7 separate regions of the Mus musculus genome follow, and all the other regions are linked to region 1. A link is a contact called in public HiChIP or PLAC-seq and promoter capture Hi-C data. All regions are on one chromosome and are shown on one strand. Each heading gives the region's core, a stretch centred on a gene start, on an enhancer-like site or on the middle of the called end of the contact. The rest is flanking DNA. Distances are from core to core; before and after follow the strand shown. Region 1 holds the start of Rabep2 (rabaptin, RAB GTPase binding effector protein 2). Region 2 holds the start of E430018J23Rik (RIKEN cDNA E430018J23 gene). Region 3 holds the start of Nsmce1 (NSE1 homolog, SMC5-SMC6 complex component). Region 4 holds the start of Il4ra (interleukin 4 receptor, alpha). Region 5 holds the start of Itgal (integrin alpha L). Region 6 holds the start of Cd2bp2 (CD2 cytoplasmic tail binding protein 2). Region 7 holds the start of Kif22 (kinesin family member 22).

Region 1 (2,664 bases), core at 119-2,618:
CCAGCTCCTGTCAAAATGGTGGCAGGGAGGAGGCCTTCTCAGCCTGCAGCCATCACAGGAGCTGTCCACTCGGATGCATTTCCTTACCCCCGCCCCCACCTCAGCAGGAGCTGTCCACGGTGGTAACGCCTTTCCTGCCTCGGCCTACACTCTTGGTGAATTACTACAGCAGGAGCTCTCCAGCCTCGCCAGCGGCCCTACAGAGGTGGTGCCTCAGTAAAAGCCGGCTGTGGCCAGGAAGGACTTCCTACCTTAACCCATAGCCTAGATGCAGGAAAAAAGGAAGGCGGGGGGGGGGGGGGGGGGAGTCAACAATCCTTAAGCAGGGAAACCCACCAATCTCTGGGCTTCCCGCAAAACCCCACCAATCCCTGAGCTCCCCAAAGTCAGGACTTGAAATCCCACCAATCCTTAATCTGGAACTCTCTGCCCTGAAAAGCTCCACCCCTAAGAAATCCTATCTAAGCTCTGCCCTCTATTTAATTCCGTGCTGTCTGCTCCTGGGAACAGAGGGCAGCCACCCCTGGATTTGTTCTTCACACCCAGGACCCTCCAATAAATCTCTTTCATGAGATTTTTCAAGGCAGGATCATATCAGCATCCAAGCAGACATTATGCAGAAGGAGCTGAGAGTTCAACATTTTGTTCTGAAGACAGAAGACTGGCTCCCAGGCAGCCGGGGGTGGGGGTCGGGAGGGAGTCTTAAAACCCACACCCACAGTGACATACTTTCTCCAAGAAGGCCATACCCACTCCAACAAAACCACACCTCCAAATAGTGCCACTCCCTGGGCCAAGCATTTTCAAACCACCACAGGCTGTCTGGGGATAATCTGTAGTGGGCTCCCTCTAACACTAAAAGCCCACCAGTAGGCACATAGGAGGAGGAGATAAGGGTTATCTTGCTAGTTCAGGCGTGATGGGTACTACGATTGGGTGTTAGTGCTGGAGAAATGAGGAAGGCATCCTGGTATAAGTACACTGGTGTGCATTCCAAGGAGACCACAAAGAATCAAGGACTTCCAGGTTCAAAGTCTTTTATAGAAAACCGGTTTGGAGGCAGGGGGACCCAGGCTCTGTACTTGTTTGAATTGCTGTGACTCTCCAAAGCGAGAGGTCATACATAATGAGAGATTGACCCAGACCCAGGCTGAAAGATTTACAGCCCTGGGAGTGGAGAAAGAGATTTGCAGGAAGCCATATGAAAATGGGATTGGAGACACGTAGATTTCGCACCTCTGCCACTGACTGCGCCAAGCTTCAGAACGCCAACCCAGCCCTGGCCCGCGGGGCGGAGATGCTGGGCGGGCCGGGCACACTTCGCAGTAACGCGAGTCGGGTTACGGCGGAAGGGCGGCCGGGCGGAGGGAAGGAGGAGGCCGCGCGCAGCGTCCTCTAGGACTAAGACCAGGCGTTCCAGGAGGTGGCCTCGAGTGGAGCCTCAGCAGATCCTCAGCACCAGAGAAGACTACCGCAGACCCGAAGCCCTCGGAGCTTCCAGGGAGCGCGGGAGCGCGGGGGCGGTCCCACGAGGCTGCAAGAAAGGCGGGATCCAGGCCGCGCGTCCACTCGAGTGCAGTCGGCGTCTCTTGACCATCCCGCCCTCCCACCCCCCGCGGCCCCTGCAGAGCCGATCCGGAAACAGCCGAGCGGATCCGGAAACAGCCGAGCGGACCCGGAAGCGGGAGTGCCATCACCAGTGAGTGCGGGAATCCGCCGTTTGGGCTGAGACGATGGCAGCTGCGCCAGCAACCCTAGGTGAGAATCGGGGGCACCGGCGGCCAGGAATCGGTGCGGGAGTTGCGCCGCTGCGCACGTGGGGAGCAGGGGGCTGGGGGCGGAGCCGAATGCGACTGCTGGCGGCAGCCGGCCAGCGCGGAGGCTCGGGAAGGGGGCGGGGCACAGCGCCCACCGGGGTGGGCGTGGCCTACACGGTGGGTGTGTCTGTGGGTGGGGCAGGTAAGGGGGCGAGGCGGGGCCACTGGAAGGGATTGGACGGTCGAGCCAAGTTAGTTGGGACTCCGGGAGGGGCAGGACCAGGGGAATGGGATGAGGTCCTTGTAGATGGAGAGTAGGACTGGGTTACTGGACTGCTGGGTGGCCTGAGGTGTTAGGAGATCGGCAAGCCGTGGGAATAAATCTTGGTCACTGTCCCCCCCACTCCCCGCTCCCCACAGCGCTGGATCCCCAGCCCCAAGAGAAGCAAAAGGATGCATCCGAGTCAAGTGAGCTCAGTCGGCTTCGTGCCGAACTGGCCGGTGCCCTGGCAGAAATGGAAACCATGAAGGCTGTAGCTGAGGTGAGCGAGAGCACCAAGGCGGAGGCAGTGGCTGCAGTGCAGAGACAGTGCCAAGAGGAGGTGGCCTCCCTGCAGGCCATCCTGAAAGGTGAGGCACCCGCTCCCAACACAACCCACCCGACAGCCTGTCTGCCTGCGCCCCTCTAGCAGGGAATGCAGGGCGAGGAGGGCTTCAGATGAGCTTCAGGTAGCTCAACAGAGAAAAGACTGTGTCCCAGAACCTGAGTGCCCCTTTCTATTTTGCAGAGAAACACCACAAGTGTTGTCAGCAACTCTTGTCAGTCACAGCTAAGTGTAGCAATCATCTTTACCCATGATACCCATGGGTATCATTTCTTGTTCTTGCTGACATAAGATCAGCCCAG
Region 2 (2,664 bases), core at 110-2,609, 960 kb after region 1:
CACCAGTTTGGACTGGTGGGCAAAACTCTTCCCACACACATGGCACCCATGACGCTGGTCTGCTTTTAGGATAGGGTTGTGCACCGCAACAGTGGGGTGCCCCTGCTGAGAGTTCTTGAAAAGCAGCTCCAAGTTGCAAGAAGGGGAAGCAAAGGAGGGGCGTGGCTCCATAGGCCCAGCTTCTGGAGAAAGTATCTTCTTGGTTGCCTTGGTCTCTTCCCTTGGTCTCTTCCCTTCCTTCTCGTGCCTGCAATCTGCTGGGAGACCATGACAAAGCTCAGACTCTGACTCTACTGCCCCTCGATTCCCACAGCCCCACATGGAAACAGGGCACAGGAGGGGAGAGGCCACAGCATCTGAGCATGCGTGGTGCACAGATGTCCAGATGCAGCATAAAGAAAGGTGTCTGTGTGGTCCCCATTCCCAAGTGCAGTGAGCTAAGCACTTGTCAGAGGTGGACAGCAAGAACTGAAGGAGACTCCAGAACGCAGTCACAGAGATGGCAGCAGAGGAGTGGGAACGAGGGGCTACAACCTATACAGCCTAGTGACCCTGTAGATATGAGGTGAGAGCACTGGACAGAACCCTTTTCAGATGAATCCAGGGGCCAGCCATCATGGCTTTGGCCAAGAAACAGAAAAACAGGGAAGAAACTGCCAGGCAGTAAGTGCAGTCACTAGAAGACACCACACAGGCTGGCAACACAGAAGTTTCCCCAGGCAAGTACCCAGTCCTTCACCTGAGTGGACTTCTGTCCTGCACATGGCCACCTCTGGCTCCTGGGCACCGGGTCCCCACACTTCGGACTCTTCCTCCACCCAGCAGATGAGCGCTGGTTTGTCGCCCCCGACTTCTGGAGGGAAAGATAGCAAACCCCACGAGTCAGGTCGACCCACTTGTTACGACCACCCGTACCCAGGGAACTCCGATCCACCGCATGACCCACAGTGTCAAGGGCTACGCGAACCCAGGCGGCCAGGAAGGTTCTCACCCAGAGAGGCCAGGAGACCATAGGTCTCGCGCATCACCTCTCGGTACAGGGTTCTCTGCGCCGGCCGCAGACACCTCCACTCCTCCGGGGAGAAGTACACGGCCACGTCCGCGAAGCTCACAGTCCCAGGCTTAAGGAATGCAGGCCAAGCGGAGGCCCTTTCCGGGGCCATCCGCGGCGCCATGGGGACTCCCCGCACTGTTCCGTGATCTGCCTGGCGTCCCCTGGATCGCCTGCCAGATCCTAGGTTGCCGCGGTGGGGTACCAGGGCTGAGAAAGGACATATATCAGGTCCGTGAGCACCCTAATGTAGGTGAAAATTGAAGATTCCTAGAAGCAGGTACAGATGCAAGACGTGGTGATGAACTCATAGAAATGGTAGCAGTATTTGTGCATAAACGTGTGGGGGCGGGGCGGGGCGGGGCGGGGCGGGGAGTAACAAGAACCTTGATCCCTGGGGTCCCGCCCAAGGTTACGTCACCGGATTTCCTGGGTCATTGTTTTCTAGCCCTCATCCAAAATGGCCAAAGTGTCTACAAGTGCCAATCTAAGACCAAGACTGAAGTGGACGTGCCTATGTGGGCGGGGACTCCAGGACCGCGAGTATCGTGCAGTTGAGGAATGGTACAGATTCTGTGTGTTCACACCACTCTCAAGTTAAGCTAGGTGGAAGCAGTCTGTGAATTTTGGGTTGGGGTAGAATCTGAGAAAACTCATTTCAGAGATAGAAGTTTAAAAATGAAAGCTTTATTTCTGTGCACGCGTATGTAGTGGCCAATTTGGGAGCTGAACAGCATCCCGGAACAGAGCTTATATAACGTTTTCATAGGATGAAAACACAAAGCAAGGGGGACTTGGGTGCACTGTTGCGTTAGTCAGTCTTTCACACAATGGGTTAAGCAAGGAAGTTAACTTTGGTGACTGGACCTCATCAGCGTCACTTTGTTTCAGGTTCCTTGATTTAGCTTTTGCAGCCAGGTCGCATCCTGGACTGGTCTGGAATTTAGAATGATAAGGGAACAATGGAGTGGGCAATCTGCACATTTATGACTTGTGTGCCTTAGTTTAGACAGCAAATAACAGCAACATCCCTCTTTACAGCCTTTACTGGATAACAAACATGAAACACCTAAAGTCACAGGATAGTTGTTAGTTCCAGCCTGGGATCCTGAACCCTGTCAGCAAGATGGAGGTCCAGCAATGGCTGGACTCAGGAATTAACAGGTGTTTGGTGTTTTTCTTCTGGTCAGTGTATTGTGGAGCCCCAGAAAGCCTGTGGCAGGAAGAATATTAATAAGCTAGAAAGTATAGCAGTCTCAGAGGTTGTTTCCACCAGCTTGGTCTACACATCTCAAAGTAGTTGAGAAATACTGTCCTTGACACATGTCTGAGATCATAGAGCTGGTCTTTGATCAGCCAGGACACTCGGAACATTCACGACCTAATCTTCTAAAACTCTACATCTGCCCATCTGGATTTTTTTTCCCCTTCACTTCCAGGAAGGAATTAAAGTTTCTGGGAAGATTGTGAGATTCCCATGAAATATCCAAGAGAGGAATGAGGCCCTACTCACGGTCATATACATCCAGGTTTTCAGTCTGGTTCATTGCTATTTTAATATAAAATACCTACCTATGAAAGGAATCTTGGCTGGGCAGTGGTGGCACACGCCT
Region 3 (2,664 bases), core at 76-2,575, 940 kb before region 1:
TTTCTTAATCTGGTGGTGCTACACCTGAGGTGTTCATTTTATCTTCATAAGTATGTTACAAAACAAAAATACTTAAAGACAACTTAAATATTAATTAGAGAAGAGTGGTACAGAAAAAGTTCAAATGGTGTGATGTGGGGAAAGGGGTCAGAAAATGGGTGTGGAACCGATCACAGGAGCCATGCTTGTTTGTGGCTAGGATGGCAACTATCTGCAATGAGGGACTCTGCAGAGAGGATTAACCATAGATAGGTGCAGCCCACTCAAAGGACTTTAAAACCAAGGCGTTTACAGAATAAGCAATGCTTGGGTACAGCATGGGTGGCCTGTGCTAGGCAGTGTTAATCCGCTGATGGCACAGCCTGGTTTGAAACGCACCAGAACCTCATGAGGAACAGTGTTCCCCAGGAGGGAGCTGGGGCTACAAAGGTACACAAGTGATGGCGATAGTGACGGACAGTACTGCAAAAGCAGTTTCTTTTAAGGCACTGCCAGTCCCAACCGTGGTTGCTGGGCAGTGGTGGTGTACACCTTTAATCTCATCACATGGGAGATAGAGGCAGGCAGATCTGAGTTCAAGGCCAACCTAATTTACAGAGTGAATTCCAGGACAACCACGGCAATAAAGAGAAAACCTGTCTAGAAAACATAACCACAGATGATTAGATAGATTGCTTAGATAGGTAGGTAGATGATAGGCAGACAGACAGAACAAACCATGATCTAGGTTCCTTCTCTAGACTTCTCCAGTCTTGGTCTGGGTTAGAGGTGTTATTTATGGTTATCAGTACGAAATGCAACAAAACACAGAGCACAGGAATCCTATACTTTTCCAAAATCGGACAAACGGATGATTCTGAACACATTTAGCCTCAGGCTTTCAAATGCTGGCTCCACAAACAAAACAAAAAGGGGGGGGGGGAGTGGGGAGGCGGGGCACGCAAGGGGAGGGTGTGGTCGTTTTGAACAGAAGGGTACAAGTGGCTGTCACCAAACAGTGTCAGTGACAAGGCACACTTTCTCCGCCTGACCCATCAGGCGATCGGGAGTCAGGAGCTACAGGAGTTCCAGGTCAGCCTAGGCTACATGGTGAGAGCATGTCTCGAAAAGACAATTTTTTAAAATTTAAATTAACAAATAAACAACTTATGTTGTTATAGAGCTGTTCCAACCCCTGCCTTTTGCGGGCTTCAATATCTCGTCAGCGCCAAAGCCCGCGCCGACCCCATGGTCGATCCCGTTGCCCACAGATGCCCGCTCTGGTCCCCGCAGCACCCCAAAGCCTTCATACGTACCGCAAACCAGCGAGATCACGCCGGAAGCCATATCGGAGCCCGCCTCCAGGGCGGAGAGATCGCCAGACTGGAGCTCCTACTGGTGGGCTACGCGCATTCTCCCGCTCACCAGCGGAGTACTTCCGTTTTCCCCGCCCGCTCTGTTGCTATGGCGCCTTGGCACCTGTGAGCCGCCTTCTGAGCTACGCGGTTTCCCGCGCGGTTTTCGTACTTCCCGGAACGGCTTCCGCCGCCCCCGCCTCTCGCTCGCTGGAGGAGAACCCACGGCGGGACGATCCACGGCCCACGGCCTGTGTCGTAGTAAAACTACTGCAGGCTTTAGACTGGAGACGAAGAATGGCTTTTGTTTTCCTGTGGCCTGAGCTAGAAACTTGGCTCTGCCGCTACTGGTTGAGCGGTGACCTTTCATGGAGCTACTAAGTGGAGTTAAAACAGCCGGTTCTGGGGTCCGCGAGCGTAATCTGTAAAGTGCTTGCTGCCCAGGCAAAGAGAGACCTTGTATCAAAAAACAAAGTGGAGGCCTTCCGAGGAACCACATCTTGCGTAGACCTCTGGCACACACACACAGAGGAAAAAGCATAAGAGACGATCTCACACACACACACACACCAGTCCTGAATACGAGATTTAAAAGAACTAATTGTTCCTATGCAGCACACACACACAGAGGAAAAAGCATAAGAGACGATCACACACACACACAGAGGAAAAAGCATAAGAGACGATCACACACACACACCAGTCCTGAATAAGAGATTTAAAAGAACTAATTGTTCCTATGCAGGTGACCCCTCTGGCCTGCTCTCAGGGACCTAGCGGCTGCTTAAGTCTTCACCCAGGTGCGTGTTGTGGAGAAAAGGCCTCCACCCCAGCCATCCTAGGACTCTCTTCTCTGTCGCTCTGCCTTCTGTTTCTCTTTTGCTAGGCTCTTTTTCTCCGGGTCTCATGGCGACTTCTTTGGCCTCGTTCTCTGAGACCGTTGAAACTGCCCGAGAGTTGCTCCCGGTAAACCTGCTTTTATATTTTTAATTCAGCATGATCTGGCTTATTACGTCAGCGGAGACATTTACTACCTGGGGCAGAAACTTTTTACTAATGTGCAGGGAAAACTAGGACGGCCGCCGAGAAGTGTGGTGTGGTACTGCCTTAGCCACTCTCATCTAAGAATTGTGAGGCCTGATGAAATTGCCACAAGGGTAACTTCAAAGAAATCACTTCTGCCTGCTCAAGGCTTTTCCTTTCCGAGAATTCCAGATGCACGTCTCAGAGCTGGAAATGCAGCCTCGCCCAGGAAAAGTGACTAATTATACAACCGTACGAAGTGCACAGTCCAATCTCTGAAAACATACATGGCCTCTCACCACCCCTG
Region 4 (2,664 bases), core at 71-2,570, 880 kb before region 1:
ACTGGAAGAAGAGCCTGGATTATCTGGGGCTCCCAGCCCACTCTTGGGCCAAACAGAGTGGTCACTTAGGAAGTCTGGGACTGTGGAGGGAATATAAGCTTCCTGCTATTGTCTGTCTTCTTGGCCAGTATCCTTGGCTCTGTCCTGACATCAACTTAGATACATAGAAAGGTTTTTTGAAAGAGGAGTGCTAAGAATTCCCATCATTGTGCCCCTGAACATTTTCAAATGCCTTCCCTGACCACATGTGTGCTGGCCTTCCTGCTGCTTTCCGGTCTGTCAGCACTGTCTAGATTCTGATTTCACAACCAGGCACGCAGGCTCCAGCCCAGCTGCTTTCTCGGCCTAGTTCTGCTGAGCTTCTCTGAGCACCTGAGCCAAGCAGGGCTGGTCCCAAGCACCATCACAGGCCAGCCTGTTTCTGTCACATATCGATGTATCTCACATAGTCCCCTCTCCCCTGGGCAAGGGTCATACAATCCAGTCACATGAAGACAAGTGGCCAGCCAGGAGGGATCAAAAGATGGCTTGCAGACTCAGAAGACAGCAAGATGTGGTGGCTTGTATCTGCAATCCTACTTGGGAGGCTGAGACAGGATTACTGTGACTTCAAGTTCAGACTGTGCTACAATATGACAGCCAAAGCTGTATAGCAAGATCCTGTCACAAGAAGCAAAAAACTAAGCCAACCCAATCCATAATGCTCAAAACAGGATGGCAAGCCCATGGGATGGCTTAGCTAGCAAAGGCAAGGCTGGTCACAGTTGCGCTGCTGTGGGCGAGAGAACAACTTCGTGATGTCAGTTCTTTCTTTTCACTTTTGCGTGGTTTCTAGGGATAGATCTTGCACTCTCAGGCTTGCGGGCCATCTCATCAACCCTTAAGCAAGTTTCCTAACAGATCCATGCCTCAGCTTCTTCATCTGAAAAGGGATAGTTGCGCATGACTCCCTCTTGGTAGTAGCAGCAAGGTTCCTGCCTGAACCTAGCAGGAGACACTCGCTCTTAATTGATGAGTTGTTTTGCTTTCTGGCACAGACGCTGAGTAAACATTGGGAAAATGAGCAACAGCCGCAAACACAAGCCAAGCTGGTCTGTAGGGAAAGGGCAAAGATTCGAGTCCCGCAGTCGTGGGACTTAAAAGCTGGAGCTCTGGACAGCTGCGGACGCGTGGGGTGGGGCATGCAAATAAGCCAGCGATCAGGCAAAGTCCGGAGGACTGCGGGTGAAAATGAGCTGGGTGAGGGGCGGGGCATGTAAATGACCGTGCACGGGGTGGGGCGTCGCATGTAAATAAGGGACACCAGGCGGCGTAGGAAGCGGGGCGAGGTCCTTCTCGCAGGAAAGCCCCGCGCGGCGCGTGGAGCCTGAACTCGCAGGTAGGAACGGGCGGTGGGGAAGCCTGGGGACCGGGCAGTGGTGGCTACAGAACCGATCTGGCCTGAAACCAGAGCCCGCGGAACCTGGGGTGGGCATGGGGCTGCTGGGCTCCTCGCTCAGCCAGGGTCGGCTGCCTTCGGGCGCGGGTCAAGCAAGTAGACAACTCACGCGCTAGAACTCAGGGAGCCTCGGCGGTCCGGTCCCCACAAAGACGTCCTAGGGATCTTTGTGTAGAAGCCCGGACTACCAGGCTCCTCCCAGGTTCCGGTTCAGTAACCCAGAAACCTGACTATTGTGGCAAACTGGACGTTGTATAAGCCAGCTAGTCTGTGATTCCGTCTGCCCCCAAGCCAGCACTCCTGGGTCCTGCCCTTCTCCAGCCCTTTGGGAGGTGTGAGGCTCAATGTGGCCTTCCTTCTACAGGTGGTCTTTTGAGAGTCTGGGGGCATTTGCTGGGACATTTGTCCCATCCTAAAGTCTTATGGGGAAACTGAGACTTGAGAATATGTTTGGCCAGAAGAGAGTAATGGGATTCCACAGTCCTGGTAAGGCCTCTAGGAATCAGCCAGGGAAGTCATGACCGCTTAAGGGGACATTGAGGCAGAGAGGGGAGGTGACCACTGTGTGTGTGTTCCCCAGCTCGTCTGTGCTCTGCTTGCTGTTTTAGGCTGTGCTCTCTGACTGAGGGATAGACACACAAGACAGGGAGTGTATTGGGCAAGCAGGGCACCTCTTCCTTGGGCAGTACAGCTCCTGAGTCAGTTTGGGGTGTGGGAGAACACTTTGGCAGGTCGAGAATCAGAGACAAGAGAAGGCATGCTGAACTGTGGGTACAGCATGGGCAAAAACTAGAAGGTGGGACGGCTCCGTGTGCCACCTCGCTGACATAAGAGGGGCTAGATATGTGGAAAGGGAGACAGCGCTGCAGGAGCCCCTGAATTCCTTGCTTTGAGGCTCAGGGAAGTCGTAGGAAGGATTCGTAGTCCTGGCCCTGCTCCTGGATCTTCAGGGTAAGGATGGGGAAACCCAAGTGAGTCGCCCAAATGATCACACACTGGTAATTGGGCAAGGTTGTGACCATCTGAGGGTTTGCAGTATTTGGGCTGTGCTGGGGTCTTAATACAGTGCCATCCCAGACTGGGGAGGGCCAGGTGGCCAGGGAGACTGTCCCTGAGGCAGGCACAATGACTGCCACAATCGGGGATGAAAGAAGAGAATGCTTGCATTCACCCACGCCACACCCTACTTTTCTGCCTTTGGGGGCTGGGGCTGGGACCTAGCTGGG
Region 5 (2,664 bases), core at 43-2,542, 870 kb after region 1:
GAAAAGAAATAAAAAAAGAATCCCTCAAAAGTTGTCTTTTTAAAGTTGTTATCGAGTTGTCTTTGTGTCCTGAGTTCTTTTTCTTTTTTTTTTTTGTTTTTTGTTTTTTGTTTTTTTGAGACAGGTTTCTCTGTATAGCCCTGGCTGTCCTGGAACTCACTTTGTTGACCAGGCTGGCCTCGAACTCAGAAATCCGCCTGCCTCTGCCTCCTGAGTGCTGGGATTAAAGGTGTGCGCCACCACGCCTGGCTTCTTTTTCTTTTTTTTTTTTTTTAAGAAACAAAATTAGGGGCTGGTGAGATGGCTCAGTGGGTAAGAGCACCCAACTGTTCTTCCGAAGGTCCAGAGTTCAAATCCCAGCAACCACATGGTGGCTCACAACCATCTGTAACAAGATCTGACTCCCTCTTCTGGAGTGTCTGAAGACAGCTACAGTGTACTTACATATAATAAATAAATAAATCTTTAAAAAAAAAAAAAAAAAAGAAACAAAATTAACCAAATGGTAGTAGTGCATGCATACCAGTAATCCCAGAGGTAAGCAGATCTCAGATCTCTGAGTTCAAGACTAGCCTGGTCTACAGAGTAAGTTCCAGGGTGGCCAGGGCTACGCAGAGAAACCCTGTCTTGGGAAAAAAAAATGTGAAAAAAAGAAAAGGAGGAGGAGGAGGAGGAGAAGGAGAAGGGAAGGAAGGGAAAAGGAGAGGAGAGGAGAGGAGAGGAGAGGAGAGGAGAGGAGAGGAGAGGAGAGGGAGAGGAGAGGAGAGGAGAGGAGAGGAGAGGAAGAAAAGAGAAGAGAAGAGAAGAGAAGAGAAGAGAAGAGAAGAGAAGAGAAGAAAAGAAAAGAAAAGAAAAGAAAAGAAAAGAAAAGAAAAGAAAAGAAAAAAGAAATTAGCTCTGAAGCCTGCAGCTCTGTGGCTTGCTCCAGGCTCTCTTTTCTGCATGCATCCTTTTGTCACCCACAATCTTCCTGTGTGGTTCAAGCAGGGACGGTTTAGGGATGCTTCCTGAGCAACCCTCTATCTGGCTTGTTTGTTTGTTTGTTTGTTGTTTTAGATAATATAATTACAGCACTTCTCCCCTCCCCCCCCCTTACCCCTCCCTCCCCCGAGTCTACTCCCTACTCCCTTCTATCAGGCTTTGAAGAATCTTCCGGGGCCTGGTGTGAGAGCGGAGGTTGCCTAGCTGAAGTGGCAGTAATTTAACCGCCTTGCTGTCTGCTCTTGGATGATGTGAAAATGCAAGTAGGCACAGGAAATGTATCTAACCTGCTTATACTTCCTCTCTGAACAGAGAGGTTTCACAACCCGGACAGGAGCGCACCCCCTCCTTCCACCCCCACCCAGTGTCATCAGCCTGGCAGCCCTGAGAAAGTTCCACTGGAAGGGGCCCCATGCAAGAGAAGCCACCATTTCCCTCTTCCTCCCGGGTCTAGGTTGCCAGCAAATCTCAAGAGCTCTCTGAGATCGAGTCCGGACCCACAGGTCCCTCCTAAGCGCAGATGAGTTTCCGGATTGCGGGCCCCAGACTTTTGCTACTGGGACTCCAGCTGTTTGGTAGGAAATCCAGGAGGGAGGGGAAAGGGACGTTGTCTGTGACAGGGGAAACCAGAAGGCTCTGTAGAGCCAAAGAAGATGAGGAGCCACTCCAGGGGATGGACGGTATAGGTGATGTGGGACCCAGGAATCCCGGAGAGAGAAGAGGGAACCTACACAAACTTGAAGCATGATATCGAAGGGCGTGGAAGGAAGAGCGGGTGGGAGGTGGAGTGAGCCTTCACGTGTTTAGGTAGATGGTTGGAAGGACTCAGGATGGGAGAAGGCTGGGTTAGGTTTCTACTCCACCTCCTTTGTATTATGTCTGCTTGGGAGTTTTGGGCACCTGAAGGGAGGTGAAGAGGGTACCCTCATCTCTGATATCCAGGACACAAGGTGCTATAAGTCTTTCTGTAAGGAAAGTTGGACCAGAAAAGGACAGTTTAGAGGCTGCAGAGGGCACTCTAGCTGCCTAAGATGGGGGAGGGGCGGTGTTGGATTTTAAAAGGTCGGGAGATACCTATGTCTGGTGGGTAGAGTTGGGAAACTTAAGTCACCTGCTGGGTTCTGGGTATGGTGACTCCATGAGGCTGGTCACTTCTCAGGTGCTGGGATGCAAGGTGCCCAGAGAAGCGCAGTCAGTGTGGCAGCCATGGGGCCTCAGGGCAGACTCTTCCCAGTCCCTGCCTGGGAACTTGGTCATTCTATGCCTGGAGGCCCCCTCCCTGGCTTCTTTCTCATGGGCCTCCGCCTTCTTACCCTTCCTTCTTTCCCAATAGGTCCAAGGGGAAGTTGAGTCCTCTGGGTCTGGGAGGAGTTACCCTGGGAGACAGACTGTGTAGTCTCCTAGTCTCTAGTCCAGGCCTCAGAGGGAAAGTCCTGGCGCCACCAGTCTGTGCTTGGGTGTAGGCAGCCTCAGAGCATGAGTGGGTTTGGAGGAACAGGCCTCAGAGGCAGCACTAGTCTGTGTCTGTGTGTCTGTGTGTGTGGGGGGGGTCTGTGTGTGTGGGGTGTGTGTGTGTGGGGGTGTGTGTGTGGTCTGTGTGTGTGTGGGGTGTGTGTGTGTGGGGGGGGGGGTCCAGATAGGGAGCAGCTGACTGCTTTGCTCCCCGCAGCCAAGGCCTGGAGC
Region 6 (2,664 bases), core at 43-2,542, 770 kb after region 1:
CCTGGTTCAGGAAGTAGTTGCCATCAGCATCAAAGTGGCCTTCCTCCATCTCTTCCTGCAGGTTGAAGGGTGTGATCCTCACACCGCCCTCACTAGGGAGAGTAGCTGCTTCCTGACCTGCACCGAAGACATTGGGGGTGGGGCATGCTAGACACGCAAAAGGGAAGCAGGCACACCTCCCACCTCCATCCTGAAGGCTTGTCCCCCCAACTCAGTTAACGCTTCGGACATAGCTCACCTTCTACATCCTCTGAGGCCAGGATATCATATTTGCTGGACCCTTCCTCATCATCATCCTCTTCATCACTGTCTAAAGAGTGCTTGCCTTTGAAGCGGCTCCCAGGACCACCTGCTGCAGCCACAGGGTCCACCAGCTGTGAGGAGGCCGAAGCAAATGAGAAATGCAGCCAACTGGGTAGTTCCCCAGATACTCCAGGATCTGTACACAAATCTTTCCAAACCCAGTGCGCCGGGGAAAACTAACACTTCCTTGGCTTCCCGGCTTTCCTCCCATCAGATTTCTCCTTCTTCTTTCCTCTCAGTCCTCCACGGAAATTCGAAATCTGGCCATCTCACCTTCTTTTTGGGCACACTGATTTCATCTTCACCATCCTCATCTCCAACACCCTGAAAAGTCACTTTCCTCTTTGGCATGATTGGCTGTGGATTTCCTCCAGCTGGACCTCGGAAAAAGATATGTAGTGAGGAAGTGAGGTAAGGAGAGAGGACCGCGGGGGAGTGCAGGGGCCACCAACATTTTTCCTGGTAAATGTGAGCGAGGACAGATCGCTAAAGCATCTGAGAGAACTAGCAGGCACGACGTCCGGGGTTGGTTGGGCAATTCTGAGGCCCGGAGGAGAGGCGATGGGAAGGATCTCCGCCCCCGCGTGGACCCTGCGGGTATTCCCACCCGGGGATGGGGAGTCAGGTTCCCCTACGTCACCACTCCCCTACCAGTCCGGAGCTACCGAACTCAACCACCTCTCCCACCCGAGTGCTCACAGAGGCCGGTCGGACCCAAGAGCTGGAGCTGCCTAGATCCCCGAATACCACGTAGCGACCTGCTCGGCCATGTCCTTGGCGTACAAACTAAAGGCGAAGCAAACCCGCGGGGATTCAAACAATCTTACCCGCCGGTGCTCACCTAGGAACCCAGGGTCAGGCGGGGAAGAAAAGGAAAGATGCTTTCGCCGGTATTACATCCGGGGCACCCGCCTTCATCACCCGGAAAAAAACCGTGGAGACCGGCATAGGACCCGGAAGTGGCTTCACTTCTATTCAAAAAGGGCGGATGCATACCATTAGCCAAGGCCGACTCGCGGCAGGAAGTGACGCAAGACCTGCAAAGACTCGCGTGAACTACGTCCTTGCCTCACGGGACTTGAGGATGGCGGGAAATGTTTTATTATTCCTCTACGATGGAGGCTACAGTGAGGATAAGGACGTGGTGTGCTAAGAGGTTCCCAAGGCCTGGATGGAGAGGCACAGGCCGAACAGAGGCTTCGGGCTTCCGTTTGCATGTATGGATAGGGTTCTGTACGCCTAGTGGCCTTCAGTAGACACCCGGGCTTCCGATCTTAACGCAGTCCCAACACTCGGGAAATTGAAACAGGATTGATTGTCGCGAGATTGACGACAGTCTGGGATACAACATGAGACCGTCTATTTTTAAAGAAAGTCTTGCTCTTCTCTCTGAGTCCTGCTTCTGATTATAAGCGCTCGGGCACCTTCCAAACCAAGCCCTTTTAGAACCCAGGAGTCATTTGCACCATGTCTATTCTCCCACTTAATTCCTAGTTTCTGTAGCGGGACAACCATCACAGGAGGTGCCACTGGCTTCCGTCCGTGGCCTGTAACCAGGCAGAAGCCCATCAGTTACACGAAGCCTACCTCATCCCTTAGCAAACTGCCAAAGGGCTGGGATCCAGCTCCTGCAAAGCTGGGGCCAGGTGAGATCTTCCCCAATAGTGAGGTTTAGATCTGGAGCTCTGGGGAACAACTCAAACCTCAACGCCTCCACCCCCGTCCCCACCCTCGGCTAAATAGCTCCGGTGATCCTACTAGAGTTGGAAGAGGGCAGCCAGATGGACCACGCCTTTCTCCTCCAGGGTTTTCTCCCATTGTGAATCATGAAACTTCACTTCTGTGGGTACAGAACACAAGTTCTAGACCAGGAGGGCATCTTGCTACAGACAGGACCCTGAAGAAAGCAGCTCTCAGCACTGCTGGTTCATCCGGAGGGGGTTTTCTCTACCTGGAGACCACACACCCTGATCCCCTTTCTGCTGAGAAGTGCCAAGTGGAGCTTTACGGCCACAGAAGCCCACACCTTTATCATCCTGACCCGGAGTAGAGGGTGTGTGGCAAAGATCTAGCCACAGAAAACAAGAGCTGCGCAGTTTGGTTGTGTGTACCTGCTGGGATGAACCCCAGGCAGTTAGTCTACCCTAGACGCCCAGGGAACTGCACCAAGCTGCTGACCAAGAACCCAGCCCAATCTAAAGATGGTGGTTTTGCACACACTCTCAGGCCCCTCCTTCAGCTTCCAGGGGGCTGAAGCCATTGGAAAGGCGATCCCAGTCCTGCAAGCTGTGCAGAGGATCCCAGGAGGCCAGTGAGAGTGGGAGCAGCAGAATCCAGGCAAAGCTGAGGAGGAAGGAGCTG
Region 7 (2,664 bases), core at 124-2,623, 610 kb after region 1:
GCTGTCCTGGAACCCACTCTGTAGACCAGGCTGGCCTTGAACTGAGATCCACCTGCCTCTGCCTCTTGAGTTCTGGGATTAAAGGTGTGCGCCACCACTCAGCTTCCAATTACCATTTCTTAATAAAGATTTCTCAAAATACCCAAAGGTTTGTTTCAGATTCTACACTACAAGTTTATGCTTTTCTACCAATGTATTTCCTCATACTACATTTGTTTATGGGACTATTTGAAAATGATTGTAATTTCTTGGAAAGGGCTAACAGTCTTTCAGCACTTTAACGTTTACTACATACCAAGCACCCTGGGTCTCAGAGTCTGTATTCGGACATAACTGTCAAGGGCAGAGGCATTACAGTGTAACTACCTGAGTGTGAATTTAGATTCCCAATATTTACTAGTTGTGCTATCTTGAAGAAGCTATCTACCCCATTTATGCCTGCTTCCTCTTGTCAAAACACAAGTACAGGGGGCTGGTGAGCCTTAGAAATTGAGTGCCTATTAGTTTTCTAGAGGTTCTGAGTTTGGTTCCCAGGGTCCACATCTGGTGGCTCACAGCTGCCAGTAACTCCAGCTTTAGAGGGTCCAACACTTCTGGCTTCTGCGGAGATCCACACATAGGTGGCACACATTGATAAAATTAAAGCTTTTTGTTAAAGACAGGGCATTAACAGTCATGACCTCAGAGCTCTGTACAACATTAAACGGTTCATCACAAAATGCTTGCAGCACTGCCTGGCTGAGGCGTTCTCCTAAAGGTCTGCCTCCCCCAAAGCCAAACAAACAGGCCAGATTTCGGCCTATAGAAAGAGGAAAGACACGCATACGCAAATCGTCTTAGGAAAGATTTGGAATCTCCTGGCAGCCAGCCTTTTCACCAGGAAAACAGCATCCGGTTCCAAGGCTGGAGGGAAAGGATTTTCCTTTGCCGTGTGATCTCACACAGCCTTCAGTCGGAGTGGGATCTCTGAACAGACAGACAGACAGACAGACAGATAAAGAGGCTCTTCGCTGCTCAGTCTTTACAGACGGGTGGCTGCCCGGCTTTACAGATGACACAAATTGAAGCGCACACATTAGCGCTCAGGCTCTAGACAGGAGCTGGAGCCTCGGCAGGGTCTCAACCCCCTCTACACCGCCGAAGGCAGCGAATAGAGGACAGGGTGCGGTGGCGCCCACCTCCACGCCCGCCAGCCAGCGTCCCCTCGCCCTTCCGCCCCGCGCCGGCTGGATTTTCCGGGACCACTGCTACTCTGTAAGTCTCACGCAGTGGTGCTCCCTCCTCCCGGCCCGCGTACCTGAGGTGGCCGACGCCATCTCCCGTCGCTGCGGACACGTCTTAGCCCTTAAGCTCATAGCCTTCCCTTCTTCGGCCCGCTTCTCTCTTTTGAATTACCGGGGCCCCGCCTCCCTCTCAGATTCGACCAATCGCAGCTACGTGCCGCCGGAAGTTTCGGTTCTAATTTACCGTAATTCCGCCGTCTCGGGCTCACTTCCGGTCTCGAAAGCAAAATATTCCCAGGGATAGGGCCCTGGAGTCTGTCACTAAATGGTCAGTAACTGAGGTCCCTGCACTTTCAGGCTTTTGAATTGCCAGGTTGGAATTGGCTAAATGCAGACTTTCGCCCGACTTTTCCTTCTCAGCTTTTCTTCTGAAAGCACTTGATTGATTCTATATTCAAAGTTCCCAGCTCTGAATACAATTTTTGCCTTTTGGAGCGGACAGAATCTCTTTGTAGCCCTGGCTGTCCTGGTGTGAGAAGGCAAAAAGTTCCTCTTTGAACTTGACTCCCCCACCACCACCCCTTTTTTTTTTCTTACTGTGGGAAAGTTCCCAGCCCTGTTTTAGAATCTTGGGACAAAATGCCCCCAGCTAATTGCATGCGTTTGGCTTCTGTTAAACTGCTTGCTTTCCTTTGCCCTGCAACTGCCAAACAGGATGTAGTTTTTGTGTGCTCTTTACCTTTAAAAGCTTCTGTAAAATGCAGTTGAGACTGCTTTGTGAGGAGTTTCTTTCCAGGAATTTTCTAGCGACTTAATACAGATTGTCAAACCAGACTTTGGTGGTCTTTGGGTCTCTAACTAGCAACATTGTAACTCACTATGTAGACCAGGCTGGGTTTAAACTAACAAAGACCTGCGCTCTTCTGCCCTGGAAGCTGCAACACTTTGCCATCTAACCATGAAGGACCACAGTGAGACAGATTATCTTTAGGTAGCCCTGGCTGTCCCAGAATGGTGTAGACTAAACTGGACTCAAACTCACAGAGACCTGTCTGTCTTTGCCTTCCTGGTGCTGGGACTAAAGACAGGAATCAAAGTTGTGTGTCACTACACCCAGCTAAATTCAAAGATATTGACTAGCACAATTTACAGGTCTAGAATGAGACGGCATTTCACACAATCAAGAACTGATTGGTCACAGTCTAGTGACTTAAGGTTAACTTCATTACCATGGAAATGGAAACTGGACTGTTTGACATTTTGGTTATTACTTCTAAATTCTTTTTTTTTTTTTTTCCTTTCTTTTTCTTCTTCGAGACAGGATTTCCTCTGTATAGCCCTGGCTGTCCTGAAACTCACTCTGTAGACCAGGCTGACCTTGAACTCAGAAATCTGCCTGCTTCTGCTTCCAAAATGCTGGGATTAAAGGTGTGCACCACCA

What was found. Promoter capture Hi-C pulls out the DNA fragments that hold promoters and counts their contacts. HiChIP or PLAC-seq counts read pairs in DNA pulled down with a chosen protein or histone mark. Capture Hi-C pulls out chosen DNA fragments and counts their contacts.
Region 2: a contact with region 1 is called in a promoter capture Hi-C map of neutrophils, with 4 times the contacts expected there. The contact joins the promoter of E430018J23Rik here to the promoter of Rabep2 in region 1. A contact is called at or near these places in 2 of 39 promoter capture datasets (neutrophils and pre-B cells) and 1 of 9 other capture datasets (liver).
Region 3: a contact with region 1 is called in a promoter capture Hi-C map of cranial neural crest. The contact joins the promoter of Nsmce1 here to the promoter of Rabep2 in region 1. A contact is called at or near these places in 3 of 39 promoter capture datasets (the C10 cell line, cranial neural crest and maxillary cranial neural crest).
Region 4: a FOXA1 HiChIP or PLAC-seq map of pancreatic cancer cells shows a contact between it and region 1. The contact joins the promoter of Il4ra here to the promoter of Rabep2 in region 1. A contact is called at or near these places in 2 of 39 promoter capture datasets (cranial neural crest and frontonasal cranial neural crest) and 1 of 115 datasets of contacts at active chromatin or transcription factors (pancreatic cancer cells).
Region 5: a promoter capture Hi-C map of liver shows a contact between it and region 1, with 2.4 times the contacts expected there. The contact joins the promoter of Itgal here to the promoter of Rabep2 in region 1. A contact is called at or near these places in 5 of 39 promoter capture datasets (cranial neural crest, hippocampal neurons, liver and 1 more).
Region 6: a contact with region 1 is called in a promoter capture Hi-C map of pancreatic islet, with 3 times the contacts expected there. The contact joins the promoter of Cd2bp2 here to the promoter of Rabep2 in region 1. A contact is called at or near these places in 5 of 39 promoter capture datasets (the C10 cell line, cranial neural crest, hippocampal neurons and 2 more), 1 of 115 datasets of contacts at active chromatin or transcription factors (bone marrow-derived macrophages) and 2 of 9 other capture datasets (adipose tissue and pancreatic islet).
Region 7: a promoter capture Hi-C map of liver shows a contact between it and region 1, with 2.2 times the contacts expected there. The contact joins the promoter of Kif22 here to the promoter of Rabep2 in region 1. A contact is called at or near these places in 5 of 39 promoter capture datasets (the HPC-7 cell line, hippocampal neurons, liver and 1 more).

Annotation. Positions count from the first base shown.
Region 1 is chr7:126,427,399-126,430,062 of GRCm38.p6, forward strand. It overlaps Rabep2 (rabaptin, RAB GTPase binding effector protein 2), which reads left to right and starts at 1,369. Exons shown (of 13, transcript NM_030566.2): 1 at 1,369-1,758; 2 at 2,178-2,387. The coding sequence starts at 1,734.
Region 2 is chr7:127,392,262-127,394,925 of GRCm38.p6, forward strand. E430018J23Rik (RIKEN cDNA E430018J23 gene) reads right to left here and starts at 1,360. Exons shown (of 3, transcript NM_198011.2): 1 at 992-1,360; 2 at 740-853; 3 at 1-254. The coding sequence starts at 1,175. It also overlaps a transcript of Zfp764 not described here.
Region 3 is chr7:125,490,118-125,492,781 of GRCm38.p6, forward strand. It overlaps Nsmce1 (NSE1 homolog, SMC5-SMC6 complex component), which reads right to left and starts at 1,326. Exons shown (of 8, transcript NM_026330.4): 1 at 1,296-1,326.
Region 4 is chr7:125,550,951-125,553,614 of GRCm38.p6, forward strand. It overlaps Il4ra (interleukin 4 receptor, alpha), which reads left to right and starts at 1,321. Exons shown (of 11, transcript NM_001008700.4): 1 at 1,321-1,378.
Region 5 is chr7:127,294,968-127,297,631 of GRCm38.p6, forward strand. Itgal (integrin alpha L) reads left to right here and starts at 1,293. Exons shown (of 31, transcript NM_001253872.1): 1 at 1,293-1,556; 2 at 2,651-2,664. The coding sequence starts at 1,502.
Region 6 is chr7:127,194,785-127,197,448 of GRCm38.p6, forward strand. It overlaps Cd2bp2 (CD2 cytoplasmic tail binding protein 2), which reads right to left and starts at 1,293. Exons shown (of 7, transcript NM_027353.4): 1 at 1,145-1,293; 2 at 577-677; 3 at 239-374; 4 at 1-117. The coding sequence starts at 654.
Region 7 is chr7:127,041,047-127,043,710 of GRCm38.p6, forward strand. Kif22 (kinesin family member 22) reads right to left here and starts at 1,374. Exons shown (of 14, transcript NM_145588.1): 1 at 1,298-1,374. The coding sequence starts at 1,355.